Regions from separate parts of the Gossypium hirsutum genome. Here region 2 is linked to region 1. The links are chromatin contacts, called in public Hi-C maps. All regions are on one chromosome and are shown on one strand. Each heading gives the region's core, a stretch centred on a gene start, on an enhancer-like site or on the middle of the called end of the contact. The rest is flanking DNA. Distances are from core to core; before and after follow the strand shown. Region 1 holds the start of LOC107950390 (L-ascorbate oxidase). Region 2 holds the start of LOC107950387 (18S rRNA aminocarboxypropyltransferase).

What was found. A called contact is a pair of places that touch in the nucleus more often than the background predicts.
Region 2: a contact with region 1 is called in a Hi-C map of leaf, with 2.6 times the contacts expected there. The contact joins the promoter of LOC107950387 here to the promoter of LOC107950390 in region 1. A contact is called at or near these places in 11 of 34 Hi-C or Micro-C datasets (anther, callus, hypocotyl and 2 more).

Annotation. Positions count from the first base shown.
Region 1 is chrD03:6,140,766-6,145,761 of Gossypium_hirsutum_v2.1, forward strand. It overlaps LOC107950390 (L-ascorbate oxidase), which reads left to right and starts at 2,949. Exons shown (of 3, transcript XM_016885238.2): 1 at 2,949-3,603; 2 at 3,696-4,097; 3 at 4,174-4,996. The coding sequence starts at 3,208.
Region 2 is chrD03:6,274,727-6,279,722 of Gossypium_hirsutum_v2.1, forward strand. LOC107950387 (18S rRNA aminocarboxypropyltransferase) reads left to right here and starts at 1,916. Exons shown (of 9, transcript XM_016885236.2): 1 at 1,916-2,167; 2 at 2,270-2,298; 3 at 2,413-2,459; 4 at 3,249-3,314; 5 at 4,074-4,114; 6 at 4,517-4,653. The coding sequence starts at 2,088. LOC107950388 (a long non-coding RNA gene) reads left to right here. Exons shown (of 3, transcript XR_005911113.1): 3 at 408-790.

The DNA.
Region 1 (4,996 bases), core at 1,699-4,198:
ATATTACTTTTGTATATATATACACTTGCGATCATATGAATGACATGTCTCTATTATTATTCCTATTGAATACATGAAAAGCTTGAATTGCTACTAATTGACCATGAGTTAGATTATTTAATATGCCTTAATGCATTGCATGGGTTGGGTTGATATGAATGGAGGAAGATCAATCAATATATTTGTAAGAACAATGACAAGTGCAGAGCATAACCATGCGACTGTTCTTATTTGCAAATTTTTGTGTATTCACAGTCAAATGGCAGATTCCATCTGTAGATACTGTTGTGAATCCACAGCCAAAGGTCGATTCCAACGACAAGTTTATGTTGTAGAATCTACAGCCAAAAAGTAGGTTTTTTCTGTAGGACTTTTATTGTGAACCCACAACCAAAAACAAATTCCAACCGCGATGACTTGTTATGTGTCCACAACCAATATGACATTGTTATTTGTGAACCAGTAATGGTTTATCCACAACGTGGCATAAAAGTAAAGGAGTTCTGGGCAGAATTCCTACTGTGGTGTGTAACAGTGGGGTAGGAATTATTCTTTTAAAACCTGAAACTGTATGGCATTATTTAAATCATGTGCATACAAATCTCAAAATTATGTTATGATACATATGCGTGAAACTATGTACATATGTCTATTCATGCATGGAATATGATTATTGTGGCAATTCTGATGATTTGATTATCCTGAAAACTGTTATTGTGATTTCTGATATATCAGTGATGGTTGCATTTGAAAAACATATATTATGAACTGAATTGCTATCTTGATTATTCTATGCAATGTTAATAAATGTGTCCTAATGAGTGTCGCATTGGTTTTGTAAATGGATTCACACTGAGCCTCAAAGCTCACTCCCCTTTTAATTTCATCCTTACAGATCATAACCCACTAGGTTAGGACGCAGCCACGGCATCTGGAGGGTCTCGGCACAATCCAACGTATTTTCAATTTATTAAGACATATTCTTTTGATTTATTTTATTATTTGAGGTTTATAATGTTTTATTTGAACCGTGGCATGAGATTTAGGACTTAGGATGTTTTTATTATCGCATGACATTTAATTATGAATTTAATTAGAACATTAAATTTTTACTATTAATTGATGATATATGAACCCCGATTTTTATTAAAAACTTAAGTAAAGACCATCTTTTCCACTGCTAGAAGATAATTTATACGTTAAGAAATAATAAATCGATATCTAAACTAAGTTTTCTAAAAAACTAAATAAATGTTGTAAATCAACTCTTTTCAAAAACTTTGATAACCCTGTTAGGCCATCTCAATGGTTGGTGTAGTTTTCCGAATATGGGTTTAATGTCTAGGCCGGATCGAGGAGATTACAGAGCACATTTCCTAACACATGTTGCATATTTCATAACTTCAATCATAATTGATATCATCCAAATTTCGAATAGCATATGGAAGAATGAGATATAGATTATCTTAATGATGCAGATTCAAATTCAAATGATGATGAACTCGATTAAGGACTAACAGATGATGATAAGGAGAGTATGTTAGATATTAAAAAAAGAATAACCCAATATATATATGCACTAGATTAATTAGATAAAATTGCATATAATATTTATTTATTTTTATTATTCTTATTATTAATATAATACATATGATGATTTGATTTTATTTTTTATTTTTTATAGAAATTATTATACTAATATTTTTATAGTTTTTAATATTTTTTTAAGAAATATAAATTATATAACTGTGTAATTACAGTTTGTACTATCAAACATGCACATGAAATTACAATATAATTACTCTATTAGCCAAACATATTTAAGGAATTACAATTTTTTGTAATTACAAGATTGTAATTACACTTTCATTTAATTACTCTGTATTGTCTAAACAAATCCTATTATAATTATAGAATAGTAATAATTATACTTTTATTTAAATAGTCTTGACGAAATTTATGATTAATTTTTTAAATTACCTTTTTTAACATAATCTATGGATTCTTTTGGCATGCTAACATGTGCACTTGTCAACAAAGAGACATGGTTCGTTAAGGTGCACCATCCCCCCAAACCTTTCCTCAGTAATCCTAGGAAAACATAGTTACATTGTCCCCCAATGAAAGGGGGAATTAGATCTTACTCTCAAGAAGCTGTAGGATCGAGAGCGACAATTACAGCCCAAAAAAGAATCCAGCCAGCAAGGAAGACAGCATTGTAGGACTCAGTCCCTTGTTCTAGTGATAGAGATTGTCAGGTTCTAGCATAAGAAAGCAAGTCTATCCGTTCAAGTGGCCAACTTGGAAGAAAATCCACGTTATTACTCGGCTTCTTCGTTTGAGGACCATATGCTTCTGTTCAACTTGTCTGACTGATTTATTCCGCTGCCAAAAGTGGACTTTCATAATTTCTTTATCTACATCTACGAGCATATATTTTGCCTTCATTTTTATTAAATTTAAAATTTAGGTTTAATTATTAACACTTAAATTTTTTTTGTTAAATTTTTAAATAATTATGTAACTTAAATAATAACGTTGTAATGAATCTAAATTTAACAAAATAGATTTTAAAAATTTTAATAATGAAACTAAACTTTGAAATCTAAAAAGTAGTACAATAACTAAATTTTAAAATTGAGAAAAATACATAAACTTATGTTTATTAAAAATAATTTATAAGTAATTAATTAAATTTAAATAAATTCAACTCAAATTAACTAAAGAAAAGAATTCATGTATTCATGCTTGATGAAACTTAAATATCTCAAAATTTCAATCGCCAAAAATTCATTTGCCATAATCATACTTTTCTAATTTACTAAATATAAATAAATAGTTTATTTTTTAATTTTTTAAAAATCTTAGAAAGGGAAGAAAAAGACGTGTTGGTCGTCCATGCTATTTGACCACTTATGAAAGGCATAGATGGTAGTAAAATTATTATTGAAACCGTCGGATAGTATTTTATCATTTTTAAGTAAATTAATTCCTGTGTAAATCATTTCTTTCTTTTAAAAGTTTTATCCTTTTTACATTTTTACAAATAGAATAATCTAATATGCACTATGCAATGAATAAATTTTTTAATAAAATAATTAATTATGTGCAATAAATCCAATCCATCCCAGACATACTATATATACTTTGCTCGCCAAGGGTTTAACGACTCAATTTTTTTTGTTGACTGAGTGGAAAGCTGAAAGCATGATCTTTAGCAATATGGTTTTGATACCAAAATGCAAAAGCAGAGTAATCTTATTTCTATGGTTATTAGGGATTACAGCTTTGTTAAATGGTTCGGCCGTTGAAGCTCGGATTCGTCGGTATAAATGGGAAGTGAAGTACGACTACAAGTCCCCTGATTGTTTAAAGCAACTGGTAATAACCATCAATGGCGGAACACCAGGTCCTACAATCACCGCACAGCAAAATGATACTATCATTGTTGAGCTCACCAACGGTTTGTTAACTGAGAATGTTGCAATTCACTGGCATGGAATTCGACAGATCGGAACACCCTGGTTTGATGGAACTGAAGGAGTGACTCAATGTCCGATTTTGCCAGGAACCACTTTCAAGTATCAGTTTGTTGTCGACAGAGTAAGTTTGTGTTTCCAGTTTCAAGGCTTTTTTTTTCCTTCTAATTTGAGATTTATACACTGAAATTCCAAAAATATTTGTATTGGATTTAGGCTGGAACATACTTGTATCATGCACATTATGGGATGCAAAGAGAAGCTGGGTTATATGGATCAATCATTGTTGGACTTCCTGATGGAAAATCCGAACCTTTTACCTATGATTATGATCGGAATATTATACTCAATGATTGGTACCATAAAAGCACTTATGAACAAGCTGCTGGCTTGTCTGCTATTCCCTTCCAATGGGTTGGAGAGCCTCAGTCACTCTTGATCCATGGAAGAGGAAAGTTCAACTGCTCTACTTTAACTACTCCAAGTTTAGACGCTGGTATTTGCAATGCTACAAATCCAGATTGTGAGCCTTTCAGATTAATCGCAGTCCCTGGAAAAACTTATCGATTGAGAATCTCTAGTTTAACTGCTCTATCAGCCCTCAGCTTCCAAATTGAGGTATTTCTTAAGATTGTAAAATGGGTTCAAATTGTGCCTGTTTTTAAATCTGGAAGCTAATTTGTTTTTGTTTCAGGGTCACAATATGACAGTGGTTGAAGCTGATGGGCATTACGTTGAGCCATTTGTTGTACAAAACTTGTTCCTTTACTCAGGGGAGACATATTCGGTCCTAGTAAAAGCCGACCAAGATCCCACAAGGAATTATTGGATAACATCCAATATTGTTGGTCGATCAGCACCCAATACTCCTCCTGGTCTCGGCGTTTTCGTTTACTATCCAAATCATCCAAGGAGATCTCCTCCCACAACTCCTCCACCTCCTCCTCTATGGAATAACACTGACCCTCGATTAGCTCAGAGTCACGCCATTAAAGCTCGCCAAGGTTACATTCACACTCCACCTTCACGTTCAGACAGGGTCATTGTGTTCCTCAACACACAAAACACGATCAATGGGAATGTTCGGTGGTCGGTCAACAATGTCTCTTTCGCACTTCCTCATACACCTTACTTGATCGCACTCAAGGAAAATCTAACCCATGTGTTCGATCAAACCCCACCTCCCGATGGGTACGATTTCCAGAATTATGATATCCGTATAGTACAAGAGAACAGAAATGCTACCTCGAGCAATGGGGTTTACAGGTTGAACTTCAACTCAACTGTGGATATTATACTTCAAAATGCCAACTCCATGAGTCTTGGTACCAGTGAGACGCATCCTTGGCATTTACATGGACATGATTTCTGGGTATTGGGGTATGGGGAAGGGAAGTTCGATATGTTCAATGATCCAAAGAAGTATAATTTGGTGAACCCGATTATGAAGAACACAGTGCCGGTACATCCTTATGGATGGACTGCTTTGAGGTTTAGGGCTGATAACCCAGGAGCTT
Region 2 (4,996 bases), core at 666-3,165, 130 kb after region 1:
TGCTTGGATAAGGGCATATGTCTTGAAAGGGAGGAGTTTGATGCAAATATCTTGCACGCAAAATAGTAGTTGGAGCTGGAAGAAATTAATGAAACTAAGGCACTTGGTATAGGGAATGGAAACATAGAAAGGCATTATTTAGTTGGTAAACTGAAATGAATTAAGGCCAAAAGCTAGGAAGGTTTTGTGGAGGAAGTTAATCTGGTTTCCACTTTACATCCTTAAACATTCAATGGTGGCTTGGATGACAATTCTAAATAAGTTGCCAACAAAGGATGGGCTACTTGCATGGGGCTGGACAGTTGATGATAGGTGTCAACTATGTTTTGTGAAAAAGGAGACAAAGAATCATCATATTTTCTTTTTTGTGTGCTTATTCAAGAACAATATGACCGATGATTTTGCAGGTGTGTTCACTTCATAGCCAAGTTATGAATTGGGATCAGGGGCTGCAATGGACTAGCACCGAACTTAAAGGAAAAGCATTCTTATTTCTTAGCCATATTATTGAGATTGGCATGGTCAACATACATTAATTCAATATGGAGGGAGAGGAACCAACGACAGTTTGGAAGTGAGCAGAGATCTAAGAATGCTCTGCTTGAGGAAATTAAAAAGGTTATAAGATTGAGACTAACTGGGGTAAGAATTAGCATGAATAATCTTATTATTAGCCAGCTGTATATTGTATAAGTTCTTTTTTTATTTTTATTCTATAGAATGCTCCGTTTGTAACATGACACTCTTTTTTGTTAATTAAAATTTCATTTAGGTACAATTTACTTAAAAATATATAGGGTAAATGTTTATAGATCATCATTGTTCTCGTAAAGAGCTACACTTTTCAAAATGTCCAACTAAGAGTTTAACAAGTAAAGTTTAGAGATTAACTTGGATAAAAAAAAATTCAAGTCTTAATGTAAAAATAATTACTAAATTTAAGGACTAATTTAAATGAAAAAGTTCAAACCCTATCCTGAGAACAAGTATCATCAAAATATGGAGTTTCAACATTTATCCACATTGACAAATATTATTTACATTGGAGTAATGTACCCCGACCAAAAGTTAAATTGTTACTAGAATGTAGGTTTGAATGAATTTTAAGTCTCATTTTTTATATGGATCGAGCCTTGGGTAAGGATTTTTTTGGTCCGAGCCATGCCCAATCCAAAAATATTATGTTATAAAAATATTATATTAATTATATATGTTAAATAAAAATTATATATATTTATATTAAATCACTGACCCAATAACAATTAAACCCATTACCCAAAACTTAAAAAAAAAACTTATCCAGCTAAATAGTCTATCCCAAAATATAAAATTTTAAAAATTATATTTAATACAGTAAAATATAAATACTTTTTAATGTGTTAGAAAAATTTTATTTTAGCATTTTTTAGTACCATCGAACAAATCCATTGACACAAATACTGCATGGGAGAAAATTGAGTTATTTGGACCCGAAGGATTGATCGGACGAACTACTAATTTTTGGATACGAGATATCCATCCTAATCGCTATGGACGCATTTGCCCAATTGACATGTTTGAAGGGACCAATATTGAACTTATTGGATCCTTAGCAATTCATGCTAGGATTGGTCATTGGAGGTCTCTAAAAAGTTCATTTTATAAAATCTTTGATAAAAAAAGTTATTTATTTTTAAAAAATATATATATTTAAAAAGCTATTTATGTTGCAAATTAAATATAAACGGATCAAATCGAGCTCAAATTTACATTTTTTAAATTGACTCAAACTTGAACAAAAATAAAAAAAAAACTTATTTTTTAAATCAAACCGAACTCAAACTTAAAAAATTAATTTAAATACCTTCCATAAGCCCCATTTAAACTTAACTCGGTCCATAATCACCTCAAATTTTTAGATATCACACCATTAGCTAGGTATCTACTTCTGCTTTTTTCTTTTTGGGCCGAATCGGTTTAGGAACTAGTAGGAGCCGCCGCCCCCACCGACCCGCCTAAGCAGAACACAAAAGCAAAGCCCCCGTGATCACCACTCTTTCTCGTCGAAGTCCAGTTATTTCAGAGCTAAAATACGAAATAGAAAGGGAATGGGTCACAACAAGCCCCGGCGTTTCAAAACCCATAACTCTCATCGGGGACAGTCTAGCAGAAACCATCAATTCCAAAGGTTCTGTTTTGTTTTTCTTTTTCAATTTCACTTTTAAACCAATCTAATTTCAAAATCAATCTTCTAAGCTTTTATTTTTCCTTTATTGCTGTACTTTTCCAGGGAAGATGAATCTCTCCCACATGATCAACGTACTAATTCCATAACCATATCTTCATTACTTCAATTGTTTTGTTTGGATATATCATGTGTTTGATGTTTTGCCACTGTTAATTGCTTTTTTTCTATTTTCCTTCTCCATGCAGCTCCCGAAGAGGAACCCAATGTTCCTAAAGTTCAACTTGCTATGTGGGTTTGTATTTTTCTCCTACTTCTTTTTTTGGTTAAATGTTATTGAAATTAATTTTTTTTGGCTAGCTTTAATGGAAGTTTTTATGTGTTCGTAGAATTTGTGATAGGGAACTTTTGTTTGATCAGAATGTGTTTGATAACTCATATTATCTATTAACAGGAAATTTTCAGAAACAAGTTTTGAACGGGACTAATCAATTTAAATGCAGAACATGTTGCAGTTTTATATTTGAACTGTTTTTTTTCCACTAAAGAAGATATATTTAAATTACTCCTTTTTAATTTTTTATTTAGAACTATCCAAAATAATAATAATAAATTAGGTTAATAAGGTTTAAATCGTGAAATGAATAGTTTCTCATTATTAAATATTTACAGCTACAAATAGTGTAATTATATTGAGTACTTAATTTTCAGTAATATACTAAACAATTTTTATAAAACAATTTTGATACTTAAATTTAAACACTTAACTTTTCAGTTTATTAAACACACTTAAAATTTTCAGTTTATCAAAGAACATCTTATTCTTTAATATCTTTTTTTTTTTTTGAAAAATGCCTTTTCCTTAAAAAGTGGCTTCTATGGATTGATGACTTCAAGCATATTGCTATCACAATGGTAATTGCCAGCAATGCCAAGTCATTGTCTTCTTTAGCTTTGCTTATTATTTTGAATCCGTGATCAAATCGTTCTTAAAATGGTGTTTGACAGTTGGCCTTTTGATTTTCTTTTTCTTTAATAATTGCTTGCATGGATTACCCTCATTGTTTTCTTCTTGTTGACTCAGGATTTTGGACAGTGTGATGCAAAAAGGTGCACTGGGCGCAAACTTGCAAGATTTGGGTTGTTGAAAGAAAGTATCTACTAGACTAAATTTCCCTGAAATTTAATTTTGTTATGCATGTTTGAATTTATCTTATTTATGTCACGTCAAATGTGCTTTGTGCTCCGTAGACATTACAGTGCATGGCTTGTTTTGTAGTTGTTTTGCATGAGAAATGTGTCATTGTGTTGGATTCAAGACAAATTTGCGCACCATACCTAAGGTTGGAATAAGTAAGAGTGAAAGATAACTAAGAGACTTATGGGTGGAAATTGGGTATGAATAGCCTGCCAATGGGTGTCTGGTGGCAGTAAATCACATCTATTTTGAAATAAGATATGCAGAGTTTTACATGCAGAGAAGAGAGAGTGAAATTCCTAGAAAACTTCTATGGGCTTTTAGAAAGGTAAAATGGAAAAGTTAACATTGAATTTTTGAAGTTGGCTCTTGGTTCCTGGTATTAATAACGACTACTGTTTAGCATAGTCATCTGATACAAATAGATTCTGCCCTCATAAGCAATCCCAAATTTAAGCTTTAGGAAATTGAAATTTCAGCTTTCACTTCCAGAGGCTTGGAAATTGGTTCTAATATTCATAAATTGTCTTGTTGAGTTTAGGATCTTGCATTATTAGCCAGTCAAATGATTTGTCAATGGTCGATTTAGAGAATAGTAGTAACTTGTGAGTGCAATTAGTTTACGTAAGATCAATCAATTGATTCAGTCATTTTGACCTTAAGGTCATATTCACTTTCTACTAATCTGGAGCAATAAATGATTTCATGCAGGATTTGCGTGTAAATAGTGGTTTTGGCGGCATTGTTTTAAGGTACTTTCAATAAATCTTCTTTTTGTTTTGGGGAAAGGATGATTTGAACTCCCTTCTTTTAGTTAGCAGCATACATGCACCTATTATCGGGCCAAATGCTCAGGATGCCACGTTGAACAACTTTGACATTTGCTTTTCCTAAGTTGATGGTGTTACTCATCATCATAGAATATCACCCGATATTTGTTCTTTTGTACAAATATATTTTCATGGCTGATATGAAAATCATTCATGCATCTAAGAAAACTCCCGAGTCCAAACTAATGTTGAGAAGCAAGCTGCGAGAACCTCTTCTTCTAATTTTACCTAACAGTTTTTGCAAGCTTGTATTATCTGCTTTTTCATCCTTTGCTTCGACTTTAATAATTTTTTAATTATCTGTTTTGAACCTCTGCTGGGCAGTCCTGTTGGTAGTCAATGTGTCTCAAAAGAAGATTACAACTTAATAAAGAGGAAAGGGTTAGCTGTTGTGGATTGCTCATGGGCTCGTCTTAGTGATGTACCCTTTGTGAAGCTGCGGTGTGGTGCTCCTCGCTTGTGTATGAATATAAACTTTTCAAGTGTTTCCCATGTGAATGAACCTTCTGCGCATTTTGTCTAACATATTTGGGCATTTGGCTTCTTTTTTTTTTTTTTGCCTCAACAATCTATTAGTACTTGCTTTATCCACAATTCCTCCTATAATGTCTTTCACAAATTATTGCTAGTACACAATTGTTACGCATTATGATTAAAGATGCATATGATGTCTTCACTGCTAAATTCATCAGATTTTAGTCTTTCAGTCAGCATGTTGCAAACTTTTTCTTATCTCGTAGCATAATCATGACCACTTGTGGATGATTTCAACAGTTACAAGCCCCCAGTGATATATATTCTTAT